Linked DNA regions of Capra hircus: region 2 is linked to region 1. Evidence: chromatin contacts called from public Hi-C data. All regions are on one chromosome and are shown on one strand. Each heading gives the region's core, a stretch centred on a gene start, on an enhancer-like site or on the middle of the called end of the contact. The rest is flanking DNA. Distances are from core to core; before and after follow the strand shown. Region 1 overlaps C2CD3 (C2 domain-containing protein 3). Region 2 overlaps DNAJB13 (dnaJ homolog subfamily B member 13).

Region 1 (3,334 bases), core at 169-2,668:
GCACTGAAGGAGGGCCTGTTCTACGGAGTGTTCTGTGCTCACATCCAGAAATGGCTCTGATTGGGCACAGCTGACCCACCATCACGACATGAGCTCTAGAAGGCAGGTACTGTACTTGCACTTCTCTGTATGCTCTGGGGATACCCAGTACTATTGGTTCAAAGTGCTGATTGAGTTTGGGAGGGGACTATTTTTTTGGCCCCTCCTCGAGGCTTGCAGGATCTCAGCTCCCCGACTAGGGACTGAACCTGCACCATGGAATGAAAGTACTGAGGCCTAGCCACTGGACTGCCAGGGAATTCCGGGGAGGGGACTATTTTGATGGTCTACATTTTTGTTTCTGTTAAGTAAGCTAAGTATGGTTCTGATGCAAGCTGGTCTAATGCTGTTCTAATGCTAGACTTTCAACCTGGGGAGGGCAAATATGAGCTCTTTTTCATACTACATTCCTGTCACCTAGTATAGTACCTGGGACACAATAAATGTTTAATAAATATCTACAGAATGAGTGGGAGTGGAGTTGGAGACCATGAAGAAAAGAACCCTTTAAACTCAGACATCCTCAGAGGCCTCAGTGAGGTAGGGCCTAGCTGTTGTTGCTGCTCTCACTGTTGGGGACTCTGCCTGAGAGTTGGTTGATACTGTGGGGAGAACAGCTCTGTCATGAGGTGTTCAGGGTGTGTCTGAAACACCAAGCTCCCCGTGTCAGCCCGGCAACCACCTGCCTTTCTAAGGGTCCTGCTGCTGCTGCTGCTGAGTCGCTTCAGTCGTATCCGACTCTGTGTGACCCCATGGACTGCAGCCCACCAGGCTCCCCCGTCCATGGGATTCTCCAGGCAAGAGTACTGGAGTGGGTTGCCATTTCCTTCTTCAGTGCATGAAAGTGAAAAGTGAAAGTGAAGTCACTCAGTCGTGTCCGACTCTTAGCAACCCCATGGACTGCAGCCCACCAGGCTCCTCTGTCCATGGGATTCTCCAGGCAAGAGTACTGGAGTGGGGTGCCATTGCCTTCTCCTCTAAGGGTCCTACTCTAGCAGTAATCTGTCTCACATTAGCTGGTAACTTCAGGCAAGTTCACATTTTGGGCTTGTTCCTTCACCTATTAGATGGATATAATAATTATACCTTTGAAGGATTAAATGATGTTATACATGCAGAGTGCTTAGAATGGCGCCCGATACAGAGCATGTACTCAATGTCAGCTGTGCCTGTCTCCTCAGTTGAGAGGGAAAAGTTACCACTGGTTCCCTCCCCCACTGAAACCTGCTTTCCATTCCCACCTCTGCACTGTCCTCCTAACACAAAAGCCAGAGAATACACGTCAGCCCACTTTCTGCTGGATCCGCCTTACGCATCCGGGTGCTGACCACCACTCCCTGAAACTGCTGCCCTCATCTCTTGACCAGCCCTCCTCTGCGTTGGTCTCTGCTCCCCCTGCCCTCACGTGCTGGTGATCCTCCAGGCTCTGTCTCATGTGGCTCTCCCTGCCAACCTCGTCTGTTTCTAGAGACACTGACCTTTATAGCAGAGTTCCAAGCTGGCATGTCCTCTTCTCATAGGCAAAATGCAAATATGCAAAATGGAAATCTGCCTCTTCCCTCCAGATTAACTGTGCGCTGTTCCCTACCTGGTAAATGACCTACTTGTGACGGAAATCTCTAAGTCATATCTTTCTGTTTTTGTCTTTCTCATCCCCTGCCCCTATTTAATCCTATCAAATCCCTCCCCTTCTTCCTCATCATAAAGCAGTTTATGCATTAGGTCAGACTTTCTTTATTTGTTACTATTACTCCCAAGTTTCCTACCTGTTCTCTCCTGACCTTCTGCACCCTCTACAAGCCACCGGGAGAATTCTCTAATGTGTAAATCTGACCAACCATGCACTTGCTTACCACTAACATTTGCTGAACACTGTTTGCCTATCAGCACTATACTAAGTAGTTTACATTGTTAATTTTCACAAAGCCCCCATAAGGAAAGTACTGTTTTAATCTGCTACTGTCATTACCTGTCTCCTACCTCATATGGGAATTTCTTGAGGGAGGGTTTGAGTCAAACCTCTGTCCTTATTATATAGTTCAGTTCAGTTCAGTTGCTCAGTCATGTCTGACTCTTTGCAACCCCATGGACTACAGCACACCAGGCTTTCCTGTCCATCACCAACTCCCAGAGCTTCCCCCTTCTCCTCCTGTCTTCAATCTTTCCCAATATCAGGGTCTTTTCCAATGAGTCAGTTCTTCGCATCAGGTGGCCAAAGTATTGGAGTTCCAGCTTCAGCATCAATCCTTCCAATGAATATTTGGGACTGATTCCTTTAGGACTGACTGGTTGGATCTCCTTGCAGTCCAAGGGACTCTCAAGAGTCTTCTCCAACACCACAGTTTAAAAGCATCAATTCTTTGGCGCTCAGCCTTCTTTATAGTCCAACTCTCACATCCATACATAACTCCTGGAAAAACCATAGCTTTGACTAGATGGACCTTTGTTGGCCAAGCTTTTCAATATGCTGTCTAGGTTGGTCATAGCTTTTCTTCCAAGAAGCAAGCATCTTTTAATTTCATGGCTGCAGTCACCATCTGCAGTGATTCTGGAGTCCCCCCAAATAAGTCTCTCACTGTTTCCATTGTTTCCCCATCTATTTGCCATGAAGTGATAGGACCAGATGCCATGATCTTCGTTTTCTGAATGTTGAGCTTTAAGCCTACTTTTTCCACTCTCTTCTATCACTTGCATCAAGAGTCTCTTCAGTTCTTCGCTTTCTGCCATAAGGGTGGTTTATCTGCATATCTGAGGTTATTGATATTTCTCCCGGCAATCTTGATTCCAACTTTTGCTTCTTCATCCAGTCCAGCATTTCTCATGATGTACTCTGCATAAAGTTAAATAAGCAGGGTGACAATATACAGCCTTGATGTATTCATCTCCCTATTTGGAACCAGTCTGTTGTTCCATGTCCAGTTTTAACTGTTGCTTCCTGACCTGGATATAGGTTTCTCAAAAGGCAGGTCAGGTGGTCTGGTATTCCCATCTCTTTAAGAATTTTCCACAGTCTGTTGTGATCCACACAGTCAAAGGCTTTGGAATAGTCAATAAAGCAGAAAGAGATGTTTTTCTGGAACTCTCTTACTTTTTCTATGATCCAATGGATATCGGCAATTTGATCTCTGGTTCCTCTCCCTTTTCTAGATCCAGTTTGAACATCTGGAATTTCATGGTTTATATACTGTTGAAGCCTGGCTTGGGAGAATTTTCAGCATTACTTTGCTAGTGTGTGAGTGCAGTTGTGCAGGAGTTTGAGCATTCTTTGGCATTGCCTTTCTTTGGGAATGCAATG
Region 2 (3,392 bases), core at 555-3,054, 61 kb before region 1:
ATTAAATTAAATTAAATTAAATTAAAAAACCCACCCAGTTCTAAAGCTCCCCTCTGCAGGCAGCCGTCCCTGACCTCTCTCTGAGCTGCCACCGCTGGGTTCCCTTTATCTCAGTCTTGAGGATTCACTGTGTCCCTGCTTCCCCCAGACTGGAAGCCCTGGTGGGTAGGGGCCAGTCTGATTCCTCTGTTCCTCTGTCGAACTCCCACAGGAGTTCCAGCAGAGTTCTGGGGCTTAATGAAGCGTGGCAGGACAGTCTTGCAGGCAGTACTCTGACCCCAACCCAGTATGCTGCCCTCCAGCTGTGTTGATCTACTTGGGCTGCAAAGTAATGGCAAGGGGAGGGTGATGGGCAGGGAGTGGGTGTGTGCAGTCATTGGGGTAGGTTTCTTTCTAAGGCCAAAATGGAAAGGCCCTTCCAGAAAAAACTGGTCTAATCTCCTTGTTGTTCAGATGAAGATTTGGAGACAATAGAGAAAGGAACTTGGCCAAGGTCCATAGCCAATTAGTCCTTGTCACCCCTTGGCCTCCCCTGCCCAGGGTCCCAACATCATCCCAGCCGACATCATCTTCATTGTAAAAGAGAAGCTACACCCTCGCTTCCGCAGGGAGAATGACAACCTGTTTTTTGTGAACTCCATCCCCTTGGGCAAGGTGAGTGGGCACAGTGGAGGAGCAAAGGGTGGGCAGATCACCTGGGCTCCACCAACCCCTTTACCTCCCTCTATCATAACATATATCAATGTCACTCTTTTCTCCCAGACTGTGAACTCCTGAAGGTAGGTAATTGCTCAGCTCACTCACCTGTTAGTCCTTGAACATCCTTTTGTCTCCTTGAGGTCCAGCTTAGAGCCTGGCATCAGATAGTCTCATAAAGTACCTTCCAAACAAAATGGACATAGGGACCACTCCCACTTTTGGCCTTCATGTCCCCTAGGCTCTGACCTGCTGCACTGTAGAGGTGAAGACCCTAGATGACCGTCTGCTCAACATCCCCATCAATGACATAGTCCAGTGAGTCCATTTACTTGGGCCCCAATAGACGGGAGAAGGGCTTCCTGGTCCTTAGAGGCTTGCCTGGTACAGTTGTTCAGGTGGCACCCAGTTCAAGGGGGTGAGAGGGATCGAAATCCAGCCCCCATTCTGGCCAAGCTGTGGGCTGCATTCATTTGACAAATGGAGTGCCTTTTTTACTTGTATGAAGTCATCGTGGAGGCTAGAGGCCCCCATTGTTAGGAAATCCCTGTTGTCCTCATCCTCTAGAATTTCCAGAACTCTAAGCTGCATCCCCCAAGCCCCTTCCCCAGTCCTCTGTGTGGGAAGCTTGGCAACCAAGCACTCCCCACTCCAACCCAGGGTCTGCTCACTTTCCTTCCCTCCTTGTCCTGGTTTCCATCTAAATGAGATTCCTGGAATCCTCTGGAATCAGAGACTCAGTGTAAATGGATTTCCAGGGAGCAAGCTGTCTGGAACAAGCCAGTCTCCTCTCCCCTGCCACTGGTTCTAGAAGCTGGTGACTGCTGCATGCCTGAGGTGAGCAGGGGCAGATGTCTGGCTCTCGTGCCCTCTGAGTTCCCTTCTTTCATCTTCCCCTATCTCAGCCCCAAGTACTTCAAGAAGGTGCCAGGGGAGGGGATGCCACTGCCGGAGGACCCCACCAAGAAGGGGGACCTCTTCATTTACTTCGACATCCAGTTCCCCACCCGCCTCACACCCCAGAAGAAGCAGATGCTGCGCCAAGCGTTGCTGACATAACGTAATTCGTAACTCGGGTGGGCTGGAGGCTGAGCAAGGGAAGGGGAAAGTGAGCGGGGCCTGACCCCACCCCTACCCAGCCTCAGGGTGTGCAGGGGAGCCTGCCCACTGCACAGACAGGACATGAGGACTGGATGGCATGGGACTTTTGAACTGACACAATAAAGTTTTATTTCCTATCCTCCAGCTACACCCAGGAGAGTTATGTGTTAGATGGAGAAGAGCTTTATACAGCCCTTCTCGTGGAGCAGAGGCAAGGGCGGGGCCCAAGAAATTGAGGAGCTGGGACCCCATCCTATGTGAGCCTGGCCAGGTCTCTTAGGGTTCAGAGCCTCTGTGCTCCCACCTTGATAGTGAGGTGCATGAGGCATCATCTTTGAGGGTCCCCAGATCTATTTCTCATGACACAAGCTCTTTGGAAGAGCAGTCTCTAGTGTGATACAGTCACAGTGTACTCAGGAAAACTGAAGCACAGAGAGCAAAACACTTGTCCCAGGTCACACAGGGCTCAGTGGCAAAGCTACATCAGAACCTTGAAGGCCACTTCTCACAACTTCACTCTGCTTAGAGGCAGCGCAAAGGACACAGTGCCAGAAATGGCTTAGGTTTCTGCCTTGCCAGTCTCCATTGCTGGTTCTGTGCAGTGGGTCCTGAGCTAGAACTAGGCAGGTTCTTAGAACTGGGCTCTGCTTCTAATCCTGCCCCTGCCCCTTTGGACATTATTATCCATCTTGCTGGTAAAGCAGAACCCATAACCCTCCTCAGGCTGCTCACTGATGTGAAAGTGCTTGGTGAACTCATGGCATAGGTATCAGGGTTACAGCATTGCTGCCAATATGGCCTATGGGAGTGCCAGCCTCCAGGCCCACCTGGGCTTGTGCAGACCACACCTGCTTCCCCAGTCTGCCTTCTGTGCCCAGGGAGGCACCCCTCACTGAAGTCTGGGCTTGGGCTAGGAGAGATTCAAGCTTATGACAGAGAGGGTGGCCACTTACATGGAATGACTTAAGAGACACCAGAGGGAATTCCCTGGTGGTCCAGTGGTTAGGACTCTCTGCTTTCTCTGTCAAGAGTGAGGGTTCAAAAAAAAAAAAAAAAAGTGAGGGTTCAATCCCTGGTTGGAGGACTAAGATCCCATAAGCCTCGCAGTGCAGCCCCTTCCCCGCCTCAAAAAAAACGAGGTGGGCCAAAAGAGGGCCCCATAGAATAGATATTGCTTCGATTCCACCATTCAAAATATCATATTAGCTTAAGCCATTTCAAGCCATCAGGGAGAAAGCTGCAGACCTTGAGATGTAGAATCTGACCCACGGTTCACTAAATAATGTGGGCTTTGGAGTTAGGTACACCCCCAGGAGTTCTTGCCAGCTGTGTGCCTTTGAGCAAATCACTTCACCTCTTTGAAGCTGTTTATGATCCCTATCTTGCAGGCCAAGGATTCCACACCTTACTTCTGAGCTGAAGTCTTATAGTCCCCAAGGACAGGGTTAGGTTATGAGTAGAAACCAGAGGAGTGGAGCAGACTCTGCCGTGAGGCAGGACCTAGGTGGAGAGGTGGTACTAGGTGCCCTGGTTTGACAGCGAGTGGGTGAGGACCTGCCTGGTAAAACTCTGGCAGTCTAGCTCTCCTCTAGGCC

What was found. Hi-C and Micro-C count contacts between places; a contact is called where the count stands out from the background.
Region 2: a contact with region 1 is called in a Hi-C map of blood, with 2.2 times the contacts expected there. The contact joins two enhancer-like sites. A contact is called at or near these places in 2 of 5 Hi-C or Micro-C datasets (both in blood).

What each region holds. Positions count from the first base shown.
Region 1 is chr15:29,561,690-29,565,023 of ARS1.2, reverse strand. All of the region lies in intron 30 of C2CD3 (C2 domain-containing protein 3), which reads right to left. Among named protein-coding and RNA genes, the nearest start is that of UCP3, 20 kb to the left of the region's middle. Within about 2 kb of position 1,418, at least 1 of the 5 cell types and tissues checked has an H3K27ac peak or open chromatin away from gene starts, as enhancers often do.
Region 2 is chr15:29,622,548-29,625,939 of ARS1.2, reverse strand. It overlaps DNAJB13 (dnaJ homolog subfamily B member 13), which reads left to right. Exons shown (of 8, transcript XM_005689963.2): 6 at 541-654; 7 at 938-1,014; 8 at 1,602-1,937. The coding sequence ends at 1,755. Among named protein-coding and RNA genes, the nearest start is that of UCP2, 6.4 kb to the right of the region's middle. Within about 2 kb of position 1,804, at least 1 of the 5 cell types and tissues checked has an H3K27ac peak or open chromatin away from gene starts, as enhancers often do.